2 separate regions of the Mus musculus genome follow, and region 1 is linked to region 2. The links are chromatin contacts, called in public promoter capture Hi-C maps. All regions are on one chromosome and are shown on one strand. The core of a region is the stretch at or near the end of the contact, and the rest is flanking DNA. Distances in the headings are between cores, read along the strand shown.

What was found. Capture Hi-C pulls out chosen DNA fragments and counts their contacts.
Region 1: a contact with region 2 is called in a promoter capture Hi-C map of adipose tissue, with 7 times the contacts expected there. The contact joins the promoter of Mrps24 here to the promoter of Drg1 in region 2. A contact is called at or near these places in 1 of 39 promoter capture datasets (liver) and 2 of 9 other capture datasets (adipose tissue and liver).

What each region holds. Positions count from the first base shown.
Region 1 is chr11:5,703,640-5,709,213 of GRCm38.p6, reverse strand. Mrps24 (mitochondrial ribosomal protein S24) reads left to right here and starts at 1,513. Exons shown (of 4, transcript NM_026080.3): 1 at 1,513-1,590; 2 at 1,659-1,727; 3 at 1,805-1,916; 4 at 4,482-5,232. The coding sequence starts at 1,552. The coding sequence ends at 4,765.
Region 2 is chr11:3,263,841-3,268,652 of GRCm38.p6, reverse strand. Drg1 (developmentally regulated GTP binding protein 1) reads left to right here and starts at 2,190. Exons shown (of 9, transcript NM_007879.2): 1 at 2,190-2,384; 2 at 3,763-3,886. The coding sequence starts at 2,343.

The DNA.
Region 1 (5,574 bases), core at 264-2,763, 2.4 Mb before region 2:
CAACGCCCTCTCCGTGAACAAGGGAAGAATGACAATTTTATCCAGAGAACCTGTACGCATTTGTCTAGGAGTTGACTTATTTCTAAGAATGACCAGTTAGTTCCTGGTCATGGTCTTTTATTTTGAGACAGGGTTTATTTACTCTGTAGCCTTGGAGCCTGGAGCTCCATATGTAGACCTTGAACTGATAAAAGATCCATCTGCCTCTGCCTTCCAAGCACTGACATTAGAGTGTAAGTGTCCACTCCCATGGATGCTTTGAAGGAGTTCCCAGCCAGGTGTGGTGGCACACCCCTCATCCCAGCACTTCAGAGGCAGAAAAGGTGGATCTTTGTGACTTTGAGGCCAGCCTGGTCTATAAATTGAGTCCAGAATTTGTTACACAGAGAGCCCTTGTCTCAAAAACAAAAACAAACAAAACAAAACAGTCCCCCAAAACAAAAAACCAAAGCAAAACAAAAAATCCCTTCATTCAATATTTTGTTATAATGAGAGTCAGACTCTAGAGTCCATGTGCTTTCTTTAGTAGAGTGAGTTCTTCACGATTCTATTCCCCCCTTGCCATTAATAATTACTCAATAATAATTACAACGACATTGCTCTAGCCTCATAAATTTCCTTGCCATTTAAAATTTTCTTCCTTGGGTGGCTCCACCGCAGAAATAGACCCTCAACACACTGCCTCTTTACTTTAAATGATTAGGAGCCAACCCAGCAACCCCTTTTCTGGGATCTGCTCAGCATGAAGGCAAATGACTATTCCCAGCCCAAAGGAGGCTGACGCTGTCATATTGGATATTCCTGGAGAGTACGCGGTCTCAGGTAGGAGCACAAGCACGGAACAGCGGGGCCTGAGGGCCGGCGCGTTTTCTCTTCAATTCTCTAGAGGACATTGAAGCTGTTTCTACCACCTCTCTATGAGGATAAAAACTTCATGGCTTTTGTTTGTTTGTTCTGTTTTGCCAGAACGGGTTTCTCTCTGTAACTCAGACTCTCCAGGAACTCGCTTTGTAGACCGGACTAGGCTGGAATTCAGAGACCCACCTGCCTCGGCCACCCGAGTGCGGGGATTAAAGGCGTGCGCCACCATGTCCAGCTACACCTCAGTTTTGTTTTTTTTTTTTTTTTTTTTTTTTTTTTTTAAAGATTTATTTATTTATTATATGTAAGTACATTGTAGCTGTCTTCAGACACTCCAGAAGAGGGAGTCAGATCTCGTTAGGGATGGTTGTGAGCCACCATGTGGTTGCTGGGATTTGAACTCTGGACCTTCGGAAGAGCAGTCGGGTGCTCTAACCCACTGAGCCATCTCACCAGCCCCACACCTCAGTTTTATATCACCAAATTTTCGCATTTAAAACCCAACACCAGGTCCGACCAAGGACTAGCTGACAGTATCAGGAAAATTGCAGGACGTCCCACACTCCGACCCACGCCACGCCCTCTCCCTCGCCACGCCCCGCCCCCGCCCGTGTTCCCGTTAGTTCCTGCTCTGAGGCCCCGCCTTCCTGCGGCTGCGCACTGACGCGTCCCGGGTCGCGCCGGCCCAAGATGGCGTGGTCCGCGTCGGTGCGCGGGCTAGGGCAGCGGGTGAGTGGGCCGCGGGCGGGAGGGCTGGGGCGCCATCCGGTGTCCGCTCACTCCCCGCCTCTCCGCAGGTGCTGGCCTGCAGCCGGGAGCTGCCTGGCGCCTGGCGCACCCTGCACACCTCCGCGGTCTGCGCCAAGGTGAGTGCGGCGGCCGGGTCTGGGGGCCGCGAGGGCGGCTGGGCTGGGTCTCCCCGTGACCGCACCTTCGCTCCTAGAATCGGGCGGCGCGAGTCCGCGTGGCCAAGGGGAACAAGCCGGTGAGCTACGAGGAGGCGCACGCCCCGCACTACATCGCACACCGAAAGGGCTGGCTGTCGCTGCACACAGGTGAGGGCGCCTGGGAAGGACTGCCACCCTGGTGGCACGGGTCACTCTTGAACGTACTCTTCAAGGCAAAGAGCCGAACTTTTGGGTGGGAGGCCGGGCGTGACGGCGAACGCGCTCGGGAGGCCGATCTTGAGTTTAAGGCCAGGTAAGGTTACTTACTGAGACCCTGTCACATTTAGTTAGGGGACTGGAAAGATTGCTAAATGCTGTGCCGCTCTAGCATGAGGGTGCAGCCTAGCTCCTAAATGAGCACTTGGTGCCACAGCTCAAGGGGTGTGAGGGTGAAGGAGATATTTGGTTCTTGGGGGTCACTGGCCAGCCAGTCTTGGAAGAGCAGCTGTTTTGCTAGAAAATAAACGAGCAGCAAATAGTGATAGAGGAAAAACATTGGCTGTTAACCCCTGGTCTTCTCCATGCGTCTGTCAAGGGAGCAAGCCTGCACACACACTGTACATGTTACCGACAACAGAACATATGAGTGATGGGCATATTAGGATGGTGAAAGAAAGGAATTCTTGCATATTGAAAGGAATTTGAATATTTCTTGCTAAAGTCTCATTTGAGCCTCCATAGAACAGTATTTGCATGCTTACAAACAAGGTTTGACAGTGCTTTTTTGGCAAGCCATAATTTACAGATGTGTAATAGCCCGGAGGCGATGCGGTAGTGAAGTCTACATAGGATCCTAGACCTGGAAGAGTGTGCCCTATGTAATGCGGTGTTCACCCAAGTACAAAACTGCAGGAATGTGCTACAGTCTTCATGGCTCACAGAACCCGTATTTTTAGGCTTTTTTTTTCTCCCCCTACTTCCTATTTTGTATTTTTCTTGTTCATTTCCATTTCAGTATGCATGTTGTGTGTGTATATGTATGGATGTGTTCAGTTTGTCTGAGTCAGCCCTCTCCTACCATATGGGGCCCCAGGGATCAAGCAAGCACCCTTGCCTGCTGAACCATCTTTAAGAGAGTGTGGCAGTGTACCTCAGGCTGCGCTGGAACTCTCACACGCCAGCCTCATTTTTCTCAGTGCTGCGAGTATAGGTGTGCACCTGTCACCTGCCTGTTTATCTTTCAGTGATGCTGGAGTTTTGACTCCCGGACAATAAATTGTCTATCCACATTTGTATGTGCATGCTCACGTGTGAGTGCAGGTGTCCGTGTATGACCGCCTTAGGCCAGTCCTTGCCTTCATCTTGTTTGAAGCAGGGTCTCTTTCTTGTCACCACCTTTGTGTGCCAGGGTAGTTGGCATACAAAGGTCTGGAGACTGTCCTGCCTCTGGCTGCATCTCACGGTGGGAGCGTGGGGGTTGCAGATGCTGTTACCACTGTCCTGAGCTCTGGGCCTCCAGGTTCAGGTCCGTCTCAGGTTTGCAGGGCAGACACTATACCCACCCTGCTGTCTGCTCAACCCCTCAACCCTTGCATATGCTTACAATGTATGATTAAAATTTATCTGTAACCTCCAAGTCATTCAAGGTCACTCAGGGAGGTGGGCAGAACAAGGCCCCCAGCCGAGGTAGAACAAGCTTATATTGTAAAATGTGCCCTTTTGGAAGTTCAGAGCCGTATTTCAATCATTACTGTGCCTTTGTGTTGGGGACATGGCACTTTGTGTGGTCCTGGGATGCTGTCCAGTGTCTGTGAGCTCAAGAAGACTGACCTGCGTACGGAGAAAATTTTGTTAATCTTTCCTTTTTTTTTCAATTTTTATTTTTATTTGTTTATTTTTTTTATTTATATGAATACACTGGAGCTGTCTTCAGACACACCAGAAGAGGGCATCAGATCTCATTACAGATGGTTGTGAGCCACCATGTGGTTGCTGGGATTTGAACTCAGGACCTTTGGAAGAGCAGTCAGTGCTCTTACCCGATGAGCCATCTCTCTAGCCCTTGTTAATCTTTCCTTGGGCCTGAGTTATAACTCATATTAATGAGTCAGCCTTATACATTAGCAGTGCCTTTAAAGAGAAGGACAGGCAAAATTAGTTATTTATTAATCTCTCGATTAAAAAATATTGTGACTATGTGGCACTTTGGATTTTATTTAAATTACTACTGTGTGCAAGTGTATGTGCATGTGTGCATGGTACATCTGTGGGGGTCAGAAGAGGGCGACTTTCTGAGGCAGTTGTCTCCACACCACCTTGTTGAGACAAGGCCTCTCTCTTTCTCGTGTCTGCTGTGGTTTGGACTCCAGGCATCTCTTGAACTTCCTGGGCAGTTCTCCGTCATCTCGTTGTAAGAGTGCTAGGCTGACTGGTGTGTGCCACTGCTTCTGGCTTTTGTGTGAGGAGCTGTGGACTGAGGGTTTAATGAGATGACTCAAAGGCAGCTACAACAGGGGAAGTAAATCTGGCTTCTAAGGTGTACTTCGGGGTTGACCCAAGATTGGCAGGTGTTTACACTAAGCACGCTTACCTGCTAAGCCGTCTTGCCATCCCTGCGCTTTGGATTTTAGAATGTTTTCCTATTCCGTTAGCGTGCCCAGGCCTGTTCCATGTCAGGTCTGGGGTCTGCACAGCTCCCTTGGCTGACGATTGCTTGTGTGTTGTCCTCTTTAGGTAACCTGGATGGAGAAGATCATGCTGCAGAGAGAACCCTGGAGGATGTTTTCCTTCGAAAGTTTATGATGGGCACCTTTCCCGGCTGCCTGGCTGACCAGATTGTTCTGAAGCGCCGGGCCAACCAAGTGGACATCTGTGCCCTGGTCCTCAGGCAGCTGCCAGCACACAAATTCTACTTCCTCGTGGGCTACAGTGAGACTCTGTTGTCACACTTTTACAAGTGTCCTGTGCGACTCCACCTGCAAACTGTGCCCTCCAAGGTCGTGTACAAGTACATATAAAAAGTGCACTTTTCTCCAGTAGAGCCTACAAGGTCACAGAGGTGCAGGAGACCAAATGCCTGTTCTCTGAGGTGGAGGCGTCAGCTCCAAGCTGCTGTTGAATAAAACCCTGATCATGTTTTGTCCCTCTGGGTCTCTCTCTCTTTCTTTTTTTTTTGAGACAGGGTTTCTCTCTATAGCCCTGGCTGTCATGGAACTCACTTTGTAGACCAGGCTGGACTGGAACTCAGAGACCCGCCTGCCTCTGGGTGCTGGGATTAAAGGCGTGTGCCACCACCGCCTGGCCTCTCTTGGTCTCTTTTAAAGATTTTATTTTTAATTATGCGTGGGTGGGTCTGTCTGTGGATGGGTCTGTGTGTGTGTGTATGTGTGTGTGTGTGTGTGTGTGCACATGAGTAGAAGGCATTGGATATTCCTGGAGCTGGAGTTACAGTTAGCTTTTGTAAATGAATTAAACATTCAACAGGAAATCAACAGTGGAAGTACCTTAAGAAAATGGGGAGGTGGGGGGTGGGGAGCCAGGCAATGGTGGTACACACCTTTAATCCCAGCACTCAGGAGGCAGAGGCAGGTGGGTTTCTGAGTTCAAGGCCAGCCTAGTCTACAGAGTGAGTTCCAGGACAGCCAGGGCTATACAGAGAAACCCTGTCTTGAAAAAACAAACAAACAAAGGAAATGGGTGCTGGAGAGCTGGCTCAGCAGTTAAGAGCACTGACTGCTCTTCCAGAGGTCCTGAGTTCAATTCTCAGCAACCACATGGTGGCTCACAACCATCTATAATGGGATCTGATGCCCTTTTCTGGTGTGTC
Region 2 (4,812 bases), core at 941-3,440:
TTCTGCCTGCATATAAGAAGAGGGCACCAGATCTCATTATAGATGGTTGTTATCCACCATGTAGTTGCTGGGAATTGAACTCAGGACCTCTGGAAGATCAGTCAGTGACCTCAACCTCTGAATCATCTCTTCAGCCCAGGAGAAGTCTTTTTAAATTTTATCACTACACAGTAATTATGGGTGCATCAATCTTATATAAAATGGAAACACAGAAATATATGTGAGCCAGCGAGATGGCTCTGTGTGTAAAGGTGCCTCCTGACAAGCCTGAGGATCCAGCTTTGATCCCTGGGGTTCATACTGTCTTCTGATCTCCATATGAGCAACAGACCTCCAGAGTCAGGGAGTGTGGAGGGGGTTGTTAGAGAGATGGCTCAGCAATCAAGAGCACTGCCTGTTCTCCCAGAGAACCCAAGTTCAATTCCTATCACCCACATGGCAGCTCACATCGATCTCACACCAATGCACATAAATTATATTTGTATATATAATTTATACATAGAAAATATCCATAATTTTATGCATATAAATTATACATACCCTAAATAAAATGTATAATTTGTAAAAATTTAATGAGAAAGTAGAACCAATAGTAATAAGCTAAAAAAAAAAAAAAATCAGAAAACAGAGTATCCTAGCACTCAGGACTAAAGAGGCAGGCAAGATCTCTGAGTTCAAGGCCAGTCTGGTTTACAGAGTGAGTTCAGGATAGCCAGGGCTACACAGAGACTTGTCTAGAAAGAACAAAAACAAAAACTCAAAAGTAAAAGGTGGAGTGGTGATATACTCCTTCAACCTCAGCACTGAGTCAGTGGATCTGGGGGAGTTCCAAGCCAGCCTGGTCTACATAATTAATTTTAGATCATTCAAAGTTACACAGTTAGATAAAAGAAAGTATGCACCCGTGTCCAAAGCCCAATTAAACAATTACACAAAGCAAATGGTCGGTCCCTCTATGTCCCTCATCATCAGACCCATAAACAATTCTCCCCTCAGGGTTCAGGGGGATCCTCCCGATCTAAGTGTCATGAGTGAGTCCTCGGCATTACAGGAAAAACCTTCCTATGGGAACCATTCTTTTACCTCCCTTTTTCTTTTTTTCCCTTTTTTATTTTATTTTTTTCCCAGTTTTTCGAGATAGCTTTCTCTGCCTTGACTGTCCTGGAACTTGCTCTGAAGACCAGGCTGGCCTGGAACTGAACTCAGAGATCTACCTGTTTCTGCTTCCTGAGTACTGGGATCAAAGGCGTGCGCCTCTATCATCTGGTTTATCTACATTTCCTAGAATGTACTTTCTGGCATGGTGTGTGGTAGTCGAGGGTTGCCTTGAACACAGGAGATCCTTGGTCTCAGCACCACCAGGAGACACACTCCGGTACTTTTTTTTTTTTTTTTTTTTGAGACAGGGTTTCTCTGTATAGCCCTGGCTGTCCTAGAACTCACTCTGTAGAGCAGGCTGGCCTCGAAGTCAGAAATCCGCCTGCCTCCCAAGTGCTGGGATTAAAGGTGGGTACCACTACCCTATGCCTCTCTAAGTGTATTTCTAACAAACAGCCTAGAGAGTATAATGATAAAAGGCACAGTTCTATTTGTCCATCTGACAAATTCGGGACTCACTTCCAGTCACACTACGCTTTAGTGGCTGTAACCTTATTTTACACAATAAAAATGCTTTTATATTTATTTATGCATTCCCTTCTAATTTGTGCTAACATAATTTCCAACTTTTCAACATGATAGCTTCTCCAAGTAATGGCTCTCTCTGGAAGAGCTCATTCGATCCACTAACTGTGGCTCGTTGAGTGCCACACTCCTTCTTTAGGGTTCCTGGTAAACAAAGGATCCCTCAAAAATTGTGCCCCCCACCCCTCTGAGTCTCTCTACAACCCCCCACCCCTCTGAGTCTCTCTACAACCCAGGAAGCCGAGGTCTGTCCTGATGAAGAAAGGGAGCTTCCAAGTATCTGCGCGCACTCTGATGGTCGCCGGGTTTAGGTGCACGCTGGGCACGGGAGTCGAAGGGGCGAGCGCAGGTCCGGCGGGGTGGGGCCGAGCTGCGCGCGACCCTCGGCGCGCTCCGGGAAGTTGGCCCGAGCGACCGCTCTGGTCACCTCACTGCGGGCTCTATGACACCGCGCTGGCTGGCGGGACAGGGAGGAGTCGGCGGAGAAGGCGGAGACCGCCCATCTCCGAGAGCGTCGGCGCGGACTTCTCGCGGAACCGTGTCGCGAGCTTAGCAGATCCCGCGCTTGCGCGCTGCAGTGGTGGCCAGAGGCGCGGCGGGCGCGAGAAGGGGGACCTAACCAGTGTGGAGGCTGGTGTGGCCTTAAGCCCTCCGCCACCATGAGCGGGACCTTAGCGAAGATCGCGGAGATCGAAGCCGAGGTAAAAGGCGCAGCCGGCGCTTCTCTCCTGGCCCTTCTGCGGCGCTGCGGCTCCTCCGGTGTTGCGTCCGCGGCGTCAGGGCCTGGCTTCCACCCCTGTGCCACCAGCTGCCATCGCCCCCGTAGTCTAAACCTGCGCTGCCGCAGCCCCGTCCCCATGCAGCCCCTTCCCTCAGTTCCTCGGGCCTGGGCTTCTCAGCTCCCATCCGCCAGCTCCGTCTCTGCGCAACCTCCCACATCCCACACCCAGCACTTGCTCCGGTTTTCGGCGCATGTCTCGACATTATTTCTGTTTTTCTTGCTTTTTTCTCTGAGCCACACGACTTCTATATCCCAGACTCCGTGATCCGATCACGGGCTTTGAGGTCTTGTCCCGTTATTCCTTGCCCACTTGCCACTCACTGGTGGTCCCCTTTTACACGCCGTTGGTTGTGACGGTAAGATCTGGGAGTAAGTAGATTGTACCTGGATGGCGCGTCATCCCTGAGACCTTCAGGGCTTTTTAAAGTCCGTAATGTGACACCCTTCTTTTAGATTGGGTACCGTAGAAACGAATCAGCAGATGCATTTTAATTCCCTCTGTGGATAGAAATTCGAATGACCGTGGGTCCTTTCACGTTGGGTCTCGTTTGTTTCTTTTGTGGTGAAGAGAATGAACTGGAGAGGGGAGAGGGAATTCAGTTTATTTTTATGTTTCTGTGTGTGTGTGTTCAGCATTACTTAGGGGAATCGTTCTGTTCAGTCATGGTTTCTGGGATTGAGTTTAGGTCTTCCAAGTTTGGCAGCAAGTGCACTTGAGTGTGTCTATCTGGCCCTGGATTTTTTCCCTCTCTCCCTCCCTCTACCTCTCTCCTTTGTTTGGAGACAGGGTCTTGCTACATACTTCTGGATGTCAGGGATCCCATTGTGTAGATCACGCTGGCCTTGAACTCAGACAGATCTGCCTCTGCCTCCAGAGTGCTGACATTAGCCAGGCTTGGTTTTTCTTTTTAAAAAATACTTAGTTGCCTGTATCCTCTTCAGTCTGCAGTTTGCTGGATGCTCGTGAATATGAGCCATTTGGTCTTCCCCTGAAGCAGTATTTCAATAGACAGTTTGTTCACCTTCACCTCTATTGTGGGCGTCTAAGGATAAAAAATAATTCTTAGGTGGAGCTCAGGAGGCCGAGGCCAGTGGTACACTAATGAATTCAATGCCAACCTGGTTTACATAATAAGTTGTAGTACAGTTAGGACCACATAAAGAGACCCTGTGTTAAGAAAAATTAAAATGGTTACACTGACATTAGAAAGCCAAAACATATTCTCAGCTTCTGGGAGCATTCAGGACTTTTCCCCTGGAACGCTGCAGAGTTTATGGCTGTGATTCTTCCCTGATAGATGGCTCGGACTCAGAAGAACAAAGCCACAGCTCATCACCTTGGCCTGCTTAAGGCTCGCCTTGCTAAACTTCGAAGAGAACTCATCACTCCTAAAGGTGGCGGCGGCGGGGGGCCAGGAGAAGGTTTGTAGTTCCATGTAATATGTGTGAATATATAATATGTGTGTGTAAAATAATACAAATATCTAATGTGTGTATGTGTGTTATATATTCATATGCCCATAGACAATTTTTTTTTTGTTTGTGTACTTCTTATCCTGGAACTTAACTATAAAGTCTAGGCTAGCAGTGAACTCCACAGAGTCCATTTGCTCCCCAAGTGCTGGGCTTAAAAGTGCACACCACTGTGTCTGGCTTCCAAGAATGCATTTCTGTGTGTTTATGTGCATAGGAAGACCAGTCCTTTTTTTTTTTTTTAAATTGAGATAGGGTCTTACTTATCCTGAAACTCATCAGTTCAACTAGACTGGCGATCCATCAGTCTCTGGAGACCTGCCTATAATGCAGCAATGGGATCACGGGTGTGTGCTGCTGCTACAGGGCTTTTTTTACCTGTGGGTGTTGGGAATCCACAATTAGGTCCTCATGTTGTGTGGCAGGCACACTGATTACTGAGCCATCTCCTAGCCCAATTTTTTGTTTTTGTTTTTGTCTTTTGAGACAGTGTTTCTCTGTGTAGCCCTGGCTGTCCTGGAACTCACTCTGTAGACCAGGCTAGCCTCCAACTCAGATCTGCCTGCCTCTGCCTCCTAAGTGCTGGGATTAAAGGCGTGCGCCACCACATTAGGTGTAATTAATGTTTTGAGTTGGGTGGTGGTGGCTGGTAGTGAGAACTAGAGGGTAGAGGAAGAAGCCTGATATCAACTTCCAGTTTATGCATGCCCACTCAAACACACAATCTCAAAAGCTATGCACATACAGTACTCCGGAATGAGGCTGGCGGATTGCAAATTCCAGTCTTCCAAACTAGCCTAGGCTATGTAAGTATATCCCATTTCAAAAAATCTGGTCACACCATTCCCAGGGATCGGATAAAATCCAAACCAGAG